2 separate regions of the Xenopus laevis genome follow, and region 1 is linked to region 2. Evidence: chromatin contacts called from public Hi-C data. All regions are on one chromosome and are shown on one strand. Each heading gives the region's core, a stretch centred on a gene start, on an enhancer-like site or on the middle of the called end of the contact. The rest is flanking DNA. Distances are from core to core; before and after follow the strand shown.

Region 1 (5,500 bases), core at 10-2,509, 75 kb before region 2:
TCAGCATTCATGGCAGTTTCCAGCTACAAATCACCCTATGAGCCATTGAAGGGGCTAATCAGAGACCAATCAGATCTTTATTTGCCTAACTTCTAGACGACCAGTCAATATGAATTGTTGTTTGGTTGCTATTGGCAACAGCACTTCTATTTAAAACCTTCACGTGCCCTCTATTCTTTCAGCCTTTAGAGGAATTTGTTGGTTCTTGCCAATTGGTTGAGGCTGTTGAGGGATCTGTTGTTTTTATTGTTTCAATTGCCCTTTGTTACGTCAGATAAAATATTTTAAAAAAGGAATAGAAACTGCCAGCATGCTGTAGACATAGGATAAATTGCAATTGGTCTTTTTTTGATGTGGTCCCATTAATCCTAGCAACTGATGGCACTGCAGTTTGAATGGTAGACTGATAGGGAAGGTGGAGGCAGGTTAATGCCAGGGGATTGGCTGCTTTCTTTGGTGGCCCACATTGTATTTCAACCTTAATTCGCTGATACTGGTATGTTGAGTTTACAGCCCGGCCTGGGACCCAGTTCTGGTTTTGCTTCCCCTTTGGCCCTAACAATGCCAGGGTGCAGCTCCTTTAATGGCTTTTCCCCTTCACCATTTGGAGTCTGTAGAACAGCTGGGCCAGAGCTTCTTCCTTTCCAGCTGTTTTGAAGCATACGGCTCCTGGGGCATGCTGGGAGTTGTAGTTCAGAACAGCTAGAGAGACTGCAGGTAGAAAGTGGCATGTCTTGACTCAGTTGCAACTCGGGGATCCTGCCCTGGCACTGCTGCCTTACATAGGGGAATGGGCAGATCAGGAAGGAGCTGTCCTGGATGGTGGTGGGTGGCCTCTATATTCTGCAAATAGAGGGTGCATATTGTATGTAGCAGTCTGGCATTGTTGGGGTTAAGCAGTTGAGCCCCTTTTGGTTCCCAAGTAACAAGTTTTCACCTCTTATCCATGCGCCCCTATATATATCTCAAATAGTACCCCCCTAAGTGTGTGCCATGCCCAGTGTTTTGCACATTTGCCCCAAGCTGCATGGCAGAGCCAGAGAATGCCATTATGTGCCATATGTAGAATAGGGAATGTCATGCTGTGCCACTGTGAGGGCAATACTGTGAGCCCGTGTTGTACTGTGCCACTGTGAGTGCCATACGGTTGATGTGAGAGCAAGTGCCACGCTGTTGTGCAACTGTCATGAAGCGCGGGGAGCGAGTTCGCGCAGAGAGAGGCGCATTTGTAGCTGCCGCCTGTAGGGGGCCCCCAGCGCAGCCTTTTCTCCCCAGTGTCTGCTTGTTCTCCCGGCTCCCCCCCTCTGCGCTGTGTCACTGGTTGAGGGTTCGGCCGTCGCTGCTCCCCTTGGCGGGGCCCCGTTGCATTGCAGCCCGAGGAGTTGGAGCGGGGAGGCAGGACAACTACTTTCCTTACATTGTTGGTGAGTTTGCAGCAACTCCTCCGCCTGGGCCCCCGACGCTGCTGGATCTTACTGTCCCCGGGGCCCGTGGATTTCCCGTTCCCTCCAAGACCATCGCTCTCCTGGGCAGGATTTCAGTGCGGGGCCCCAGCTTCCAGTTCCCACCACCAGGCGTTTGGCATGAGTTAACCAGCCATGGACACCAAGCATTTCCTGCCGCTGGGTGAGTACTGGGTGCCAGTAGGGTGCTGTGCTTGGGTGGGGGGCACTTACCTACTGCAGCTGCTATTGCCTGTCTCCTGCTCATGCCCCTGAGTTCTTATTCCTGCCACTCAACCCCCACAATGCACTTCTTGACTTCATGCCCCCTCTGGCTTTGCTGCCCACCTTCAGCAGTGACTGGCAGATATTGGTCACAAGTTCTTTGGGCACAGGCAGTGACACAATCCTTCCTCTTCTCCAGCTCTTATTAACTGCACACCTCATGGGTTGCTGGGGCATGTTGGGAGTTGTAGTTTACAGCAGCTGCAGAGCAGGTAAAAAGTTCTTTGGCTCAAGTGTAAGTCAGGGGAGTCCTGTCACAAAGGGGGAGGGGAAATGCCCAATGTGTTTATGATCCCGGCATGTATAGGCTACTTCCTATTTTATCAAGTACCTGCCAATGGCTCTTAACCCATTTATACCAGGGTGGCAACAGAAAGGTGACAATTGTTATGCAAATGGAACTGGGTGATTCCAGTTGCTTCTGTAGAGTTGTGGCACTACTGTTCCCAGCAGCCTTCTTTGTCGTTAATCTGAGGCTGATTAACTGCCACAGGGGTATGCGCAGTCCTTAGTAGAAATGGCCCACTGCATTGGACAAACTTCCCCTTCCCCAAGCAAAGATGCACTGATTTATTGGTCTCGCTGAGTGCACGCGGTTTTGGCACCTCTTCCCATCACCAGCACCCGCTGCCACACAAACTGGTTTCTAATTACAAGCATTTGGGACAAGTACCCCCCATCCCTTCTGTCCTGTGACCCTGCGCTCGGTCTTGGGAGCTGATCCTCAAGCTCAGAGTAGGAGTTCTGCTGCTATAATAAAGGGCACAGAATTGCGATCACTCCTATAAATGCCCATTTGGTGCCATCGGATAAATGTGGGATCTTCCGTATTTCTTATACAGAAACATTATTTTTAGCATTGTATTCAAATTCAGGCATTTTTGCAGACTGCTTCACCATGCCCAATGCGTTTGTAGCCAGTCAGTATGCAGATTGGATTATTTATATGCATATGGTTTGCAAGGGGATGAGGAGGTGCCTGCGGGCACATGTCTAAAAGGTCCAACTCAGGACTGAGAACTGTTTGACGCTGGTCTCCTTATTGTCAGTGGTGGGTGGTTTCATGGCGCTGCCTGTTTTCAATAAAACCGTGACTTTTTTCATGACACAATGTAGCTGCATGCTGATACAACACTGTGATATCTATGGGATAAGCTACACTGGTGGCACATGTGGGATCACATCTGTACAATTATTTCTATGGTCAACCCCCCCTCTTTTTTATCTAGTGATGGGTAATGCCAAGGTAACAAGACCTTGCCCGGCCCAATTCACTGCACCAGACAATGAAATAAATAAAAGCTGAATTCCATCCCCAAACTTGTCAGGCACCTGGGGTGTTTATTTCCTTGCACCGTGAAGGATCCGTGTCTCTGGGTGCTGCACAATGATAAATGCCCCATAGAACATTTACCAAGTCTGACCCACTTCACTGACCCGGGGATACCAGTGGGCAGTTAGCTTGATCCTCTTGGGATTGGGCATTGGACTGTCAAACCTTGAATGTCGGAGGGTAAGACCCCCTTGCTCTGTGCTTGTTGTTGGCACACCTGATTCCCACGGGCAGTCAGGTCACTTTCCCACCAGATTTTTTCTCTCCTTGAGAACCTCTTGTCCCTCGAGTGTTTTGCCTGGGCACCGAGGTGACGTATGAGAAAAAGCATTTGGGGTGAGTTTGGGCCGGGTACATTTCAGAAAAAGGAAACCAATTGTGAGTGGCACCATGCCCCACTTTTAATGGGTATAGTAGATACTTCTAATGGGTATATTAGATGCCAGGCAGCATTAGGGCCCTTCAGAAGTTACAATTTAGATGCAAACTGCTGTGCAGTGCGGAGCTTCCTGATCTCTGCCCATTTAAGGCTGTTGCACCCTCAAGGGCCACAGTTATCAGATTCAGAAGGAGGGTTCCAGTATGTGGGTACTGGAGCAGTAAAACTGGGCTGTGTATATGCCACCCTAAAGCTTGGCGGGGCGCAGGACAGGAACTGGAGCGAGGTGAATATTCCAACTTCATGGTGCAAGGTCCATGTGCAAGTTGTTGTGCAGGAATTCCTACTGATAACTGGCTCACTGATGGCCTCCCATACAGAGCTTGCCCCCCCCCCAATCTTACCAGCTTTCCTAACTAACTGAACCCCAAGTCAGTTGTATTTGTTACTGGTCAGTGCAGTGTCCAGCTGTCCCTTTCTGATTCCGTCTTTATGAAACAATGTAGCAGGAGTCAGTTCTCCTCCAGGTCAGGGAATCTGCTGACTTCTGCAATATTGTTTCAGGAGAATATAAACAGCCATTGCCAGACAATAGCAATGACATCCACAGAACTATAAACCCAGTGAGAATGAGGAATGAATGGATATTGGGAAGTTGTATCAGGAGTCAGAGACAGCAGTGCAGACAAGAGAAAGGGACAGAGACAGTGACAGTTACACAGAACTATAAATCCAGTGAGAATGGGGAATGAATGGATATTGGGAAGCTGCTTAGAATGATCTTGTCCTTCATTAGGCAATAAACAGTTTTTAGGAGGAGTTTCCCCTTTAACTGGCTTCCAGCTCTCACTGCCATCTAATCAAGGCTCAGCATAGACCTCAGGAGTAGTTATAGCAGTTGCAGTAGTCGGGAATGGATGTACACAGTGAGATTGGCTTAACCCCTGGGGTGGGGGGGGAACTTTTATCAGATGCATGGAAGAATAGTTTAAATTCTGCATTGCTGGAACAAAGTGGTTTATCCCACTCATATGGCAGGGAGGACGCTTGTGCTGATTGCACACATAGCAGGCTGCCCGTGGCTCTGAGGGTGTAGGGCCTGTAAGTCTCTCCCCATCTATAACCCTAAAGAGCGAGCAGACTCTTTGGTTTTATGTGAAGGCTGCTCTCTTCCCTCCCGTCCCCATTAGATTCTACAGGAAATGCCAACGCGATTTCAATCCTCTCTGTCCGCTCTGCTGCATTAGTGCATTAATCTCACTGTTGCTATGGGGTGTGAGCGAGTGTGCAAATCCCATGTGCAGCAGGATGCATTTGTCTGATGGGATTGGATGCGGAAAGGGAAAGAGAGATCCAGTATTGTGGAAGTGAGCAGGTAATGCCAGCTCTGCTTCCCAGTGCCAACGCTAAGCCATTTGTTACTAGAGAGCAGGGTGAATCAGACTGTGGTCCTTCTAAAACTACATTTTGGGCCCTCAAGGTGTTGGTGCTGATAAGGTGTTAATGGACTTCAGATATAGAGTTCAAGTGTGACCTATCAGCTGTAATGGGAACTACAAATCCCAGCATTCCCAGTTAGCCCGCAGCTAAAATCAGGCCGTTGGTTGCATATCACTCATTGCTATTGGAGAGAGGAACAGATCAGGATTGATCCGACGGACCATTGATACTTACAGAACTTTAGAGCAGTTTCTGTGTAAACGGCACCAAGGAAGAGGTGCGGTTTTGGTGGTTAAAGCAGAGTCTTGTGACTCCGGAGAACAGAAAACTGAGAGGTTTTTCATTTAAAGGGCTATAACATATGCCAAGGGTGGGGGAGGCACTGGAAACTGGGGAACTTGATGGCCTCAGCCTCTGCAGATCCCCTTGAGGAGCCTTGTCAGTGATTGACAGCTGCGGGTTCTGTGCAGTTCCATGGTGCTGGGCCCTTTGCCGGGATCAGAACAGCCCTCGGGGGAGCGAGCCGGCTCTAGTCAGGGAGCATTTTTATAACTAGAAAGTCTTATTCTTGCTAACTGACTGTCACTTTCGGTTTTTGAAACAAAAATATATATGTAGCAG
Region 2 (5,653 bases), core at 1,570-4,069:
CATCTGATGAGCCTATCCTGAGCAACCTGAAGAAGATCATTTCAGAGAAGACATTAGGTATGTTTTCACTTTACCCAACTTTAAAGGGATACTGTCATGGGAAAAACAATTTTTTTCAAAATGAATCAGTTAATAGTGCTGATCCAGCAGAATTCTGCACTGAAATCCATGTCTCAAAAGAGCAAACAGATTTTTTATATTCTATTTTGAAATCTGTCATGGGGCTAGACATATTGTCAATTTCCCAGCTGCCCCAAGTCATGTGACTTGTGCTCTGATAAACTTCAATCACTCTTTACTGCTGTACTGCAAGTTGGAATGATATCACCCCCCTCCCTTTCCCCCCAGCAGCCAAACAAAAGAACAATGGGAAGGTAACCAGATAACAGCTCCCTAACACAAGCTGACTGGCAGATCTAAGAACAACACTCAATAGTAAAAACCCATGTCCCACTGAGACACATTCAGTTACATTGAGAAGGAAAAACAGCAGCCTGCCAGAAAGCATTTCTCTCCTAAAGTGCAGGCACAAGTCACATGACAGGGACAGCTGGGAAATTGACAAAATGTCTAGCCCCATGTCAGATTTCAAAATTGAATATAAAAAAATCTGTTTGCTCTTTTGAGAAATGGATTTCAGTGCAGAAGTCTGCTGGAGTAGCACTATTAACTGATGCATTTTGAAAAAAACATGTTTTCCGATGACAGGATCCCTTTAAGACTATGGAGACACAATGCAACAGGATTCCTCTTGCTACCTACCACCTTATGTACATTTTAAAAGGACTGCAAGGTTATTAGAAATTATTGATCTTGTTGAATGACCCACATCTAGAGTTTTCATGGTGTTTACTGGTAATAATGTAGTTGATGACCTAGCCTGTAGGGATGATCTTCAATGAGCAAAGGAATGCCATAAAGAATCCCAGTTGAAAACTAATATCAGGCATCCAATACTTGGGCAAATTTAAGCCTAGAATTTTGCGGAGGTTGGATTTGGAGGCTAGACATCTAATGAGGCAGTTTCATCAACATTGACTCTTGTTTCTGCCATTTCTTTTCAGTGCTGGAGAAGGATTATGTTTTTTCTTTGAGGGGGGGAGTCTAGTCAAAAAGTATGAGCTTTGAATTTGCATTGGCTAATATAATCTTGTGTTTCAGAGGTTGCTCAAGCTTGGACAGTATGATTACCATTGTAATGTAGTGAAACTACTGTGGGCTTAAAGTTATTGGATTTGGATTGGATTTGCATTGGATTTGACTAATGATAAAGAGCCAGGACATGGCTTGAAACGCAACTGTATCTTTTGGTCGTAGCCAAGTAACAAATAAAGGCTTTTTATTCATAAAAACGGTGCTGTCCATTATTGAAACTTGGATTTGACTAATGACTACCATTCTAGGTAAACAATATGACAGCCCTTGCCTATACACAGAGATGAAATGCTCTGGGCACAAAGTAAGCTTTACCCTCACACGGTGTTGTCTAACAATATGGCAGCTCCAATCGAATTGTTGAACTACAAATAGACAAAAGGTTTGCTCATAGCGCTCACTGAGACAGACAGAGGAAGTAAGGGTCTGAAACAGGAAGCTGTCTCTGGCAGTCACGGCACTAATGGTTTTTAACACTCTCCGCAATCTCTTGAGTGGGTGGACAGGGAAGTTGGGGTGGGGTGAGGGCTTAAGCTAATTGGGGAAGAAAGTCTAATACAATATTGTAACCTGTGATTACTAGGTGTTCATATCTCATAGAACCCACTGAGCATGCAGTTATTTATTTGATACAAATTTTTTAAAGCAGTTTCTTCAGGGGGACTGCTGGCTTGTTGACTGGGGGCTCTTGTTGTGGTAGGGTTTATAGGGGACACACAGGAGGGCTGATAAACAAATGCAAGGGCTTCTGCTGCACAGAAACTATTTTATATCATTTTCATTTTTGGTGTTACTAGTTGTTGAAATGACAAACTTGTCTTGGGGCCATATATATATATATATATATAAAAACATGTAAACGAAATTACATTTCAGTTTTTGCATTTTTTTTTACTTGTTCTTTCATCAGTTGGGAAATGCAATTTTAGATTGCTATTATTGTACTGAGAGTATCTCCCGAACTATGGGTGGGTTATACAAGGGTCTGTTTTGGGGCGACTGTGCCAGTTGGAGGCTTTATCCTTAAACTGGCCATAGACAGAACCACCCACCGACACTTAAAGGGATCTGTGTGAGCCATTCCCATTCCATCCCCAACCACACCCCTGATCTACCATAACCAATTTCTTGCCTTGGCTTCTTTCGAAGATTTCAGGTGCAGCTTTCAGGTTGAGTTGAGTTATCTACATACGCCAACTGATAACAGGTTAGTCCAAGGTTTGGTGTGTGCTGGCTGGATGTGATCAATAGGGTTTGAACATTTCAACTGGTGGTGTTCATAGTATTGGCCAGTGTATGGTAACAGCTCCTCCACCCTTTCTGCTTAAATGTGGTTCATAGACCCTCGTATAAGATCTGTTGAGCTTTACCATAATTTCCATCAAGTCCACTACCCTCAGCCTGTGCATTGTAATAGAGACTTGGCCATATGTCACAGCCATGCAGATCTATGGTGGCCAGGAACTTGTCACATCCGATAGGCAATCAGGAGAGGACTTTTATCATTAGACATAACAAGGCTAATGCCTGACAGGACCCCCGGTAGGAAGACGTCTGTGAGGAATTCCCTTCTCATTCCTTGCCACCAGCAGCTGGATCTTAGAGTTCTGTTGGAGGTGGCCGGCTTCCAAGGCCTTGCCCCTAGTCACATTCCTTGCGTGCTTCTGGTGACACTGCCAGAGTGAAGCCGGGAAGGGCTGGTCACTGTGTTTCCTGTGTGTGAGCTGCAGCTGGTTGATTCGGAGTGCAAAGTTGATTGTGGTTGAACCATAGTAGCATTGATCAAAACAGGAAAATGAAGAGAAAGTGATACCATTTATTGGCTAAACTTGTAGACTGTAAAATAGCAGGCTGTCGGCATGGCTAAGGTCTCTTCCTCGGTCATCAAGAGGTTTAACCTGTTGCTATTGCTTCTGTTTAGCCTATGGATTATCATGTAGTGTCTTAATAGCTGTGATTATCGGTGGTAGCCAGTACCCGGATACTGAACTGTTGCTGCGGATTTACAGGCATAAAAGCCCACGTCAGACGTCACCCAGAGATGTAATTAGATTTCTGGTGTCCTGGGAATTCCAGAGCCTGCTGATTGCACAAATCCCAGGCAGCTGCATAACTTTCCCAGGCTTCCCATTCCCTGCCTGAGCGGCCTCGGCTTTTACTCTGCTTATGGCACAAAGAACTATATTAAATGCAACCTGACGAGCTTGTTTTCTCCAAAACCTAATTGAACAAAGATCTTTGTTTAGCTTTGGAAAAGGTGGCCGTAATTCAGTTGGTTGCTCCTCAGCATGTAAACGTCTTCCACCCAAGTATTCATAATGATGTTTATAAGATATGGAAATAAAAGAAGAGGTTTGCATAAGAAGACCCCCCAAAAACACTATGCCAGTGTAATGCTGCCAGTTTACAGGGCTGTTGTATGATTTCCCTGTCACTGGTGTCCTGTAGAGCAAAGGCTTTGACCCAATTAATATCATTATCTTTTCCTCAGGGAACTTCATGTTACAGTATGTCAGATGTTTAGAAATAATGTTCTCCACTTTTTCTGTTTTTGTGTGTGTGTACAGCAGTCCAGGAGGAGAGACAGAGGGGAAAGGAACGAAATGAAAATGAGGTGGAGAGTAGCAGCAGTGCCAACGAGGACATGCCGGTGGAGAAGATCCTTGAGGCGGAGCTTGCGGTGGAACCAAAGACAGAGACGTACATTGAGGCTAACATGGGCCTTTCTCCCAACTCTGTAAGTGACCTCAATTACCTGGGCGTATAGCATGAGATATTTAGACGTTTCTCTTTATACGTCCTATTCATTTGATAGTGGAGAATATTGAGTAGGATATTTCTGCCAGAAACATAAATTATAAATTAAAATATTTTAGAGTCCATGATGAGTCAATTTGGAGTGTGGGGTTACTGTAATGAAGCCATTTGTTGCTATGAAGTCCAATGATATCAGTTGTGCTTGTCCACATGTAGAGCATCTCCACCAATTGAAGGCATGTCATTGATGATGTCATATGTTCCTCTTTTGGAAACCTCACTCTGTATTTCTTTTTCCCCGACGCAGCCCAGCGACCCTGTTACCAACATTTGCCAAGCAGCAGACAAGCAGCTCTTCACACTGGTGGAATGGGCAAAGAGAATCCCACATTTCTCAGATCTGCCGCTGGATGACCAAGTTATCCTTCTTAGGGCAGGTAGGCTTTCTTGGACAACTGTCGATACTTTTGCAACTGTCAGAGCCCTTCGGCACAAAGGGTACGTTAGAAATCTGGTGCATATACTGACAGTGCAGAGGGTCCCCGAGGGCATGGAACTTGACAGTCCTGGAAGCCTCACATTTATTACATTCTGTAGCAGAGAAGTATGTGAAATGATTTGCAATGTCGTAGCATGCTCCATGTATGTGCCTTTTTATGCTGGTTACAGTCAACAAAACTCCAGGCCTACATACTTTGTGGCTTGGGTCATTATAAGAGATCCATTCTTTAGGAGACAACTTCCCCAACAACTAACGATATAGCCCATAGGACATACCTTCTGAGGCGGAGGTCCCCAAACTTTTTTTCCCGTGAGCAACATTCAAATGTTGAAAAAAAAATGGAGAGCAATACAAGCATGCAAAAAGTTCCTAAGGGTGCCAGATATTGGCTCTGATTGGGTACTGGTAGTACCTATGGGGACTGCCAGCCTACAAGAGGCTCTGTTTGCCATTTCAAGTGTTTTTTATGAAGGCAAAAGTTGCCTTCAAGCAAGGAATTTAGAAAATAAGCACCTGCTTTGAGGCCACTGGGAGCAACATGTTGCTCACGAGGCACTGGTTGGGGTTCACTGCTATGGTTTGAATGTTTTTGGAAACATTTCTGTATTCCATAAGGTTATTTACCTGGACAAGCAATAGAAATCTTGGTTTCTTTCAACTATAAAGATAAATAAGAAACTCAAACTGTTAACGGTGCTTTGGATATGAAGGTCGAATCCCAGCAGATTACGGCTTTTAAACTGCTAGGCGCATAGATGGAGTTCCCACCACGCATGACTCTTTAAGGGGTGGGGGAGAGTGAACGTTGCCTTATAAAAATGACATTATTTATTTAAGAACCAGACACTGCTGAGTTAGAAGCCAAAACAGGACTCTGGTACCCGTTTCCTAGCTGTTAAAGAAGAAAAAAAGACTTTGATGACTCGGTTGTTTCCTTGGCAAGGGCAGAGTCTTTTTGGACTGCCATCAACAGAAGCCTGGCTTTTGTCTTAGGAGACCAATTGCGATGGTTTCTGTTCAATGCTTTAAATAACCTCCCTGCAGTATTTTATCTAGTGACTTCATGTATTATTGAGCAGTAGGAACAAGCTCCAGGGAATAACTGCACATGAAACATTCACATCCCAACATCTAGCTAACAGCACTCCTTGATTCAACTCATGCGTCCAGTATTGAGGGAAAGCAGGAGCTGACATGGCAGAAGCCTTTCTGTGCCATCGCTTGCTCTTCCAACTCAAG

Evidence for each region. Hi-C and Micro-C count contacts between places; a contact is called where the count stands out from the background.
Region 1: a Hi-C map of the XTC cell line shows a contact between it and region 2, with 2.4 times the contacts expected there. The contact joins the promoter of rxra.S here to the enhancer-like site in region 2. A contact is called at or near these places in 2 of 4 Hi-C or Micro-C datasets (the XL177 cell line and the XTC cell line).

Annotation. Positions count from the first base shown.
Region 1 is chr8S:30,256,263-30,261,762 of Xenopus_laevis_v10.1, reverse strand. It overlaps rxra.S (retinoic acid receptor RXR-alpha-like), which reads left to right and starts at 1,259. Exons shown (of 11, transcript XM_018232591.2): 1 at 1,259-1,626. The coding sequence starts at 1,599.
Region 2 is chr8S:30,182,402-30,188,054 of Xenopus_laevis_v10.1, reverse strand. It overlaps rxra.S (retinoic acid receptor RXR-alpha-like), which reads left to right. Exons shown (of 11, transcript XM_018232591.2): 6 at 3,726-3,892; 7 at 4,220-4,349. Among protein-coding and RNA genes, the nearest start is that of LOC121393070, 38 kb to the right of the region's middle. Within about 2 kb of position 2,819, at least 1 of the 7 cell types and tissues checked has an H3K27ac peak or open chromatin away from gene starts, as enhancers often do.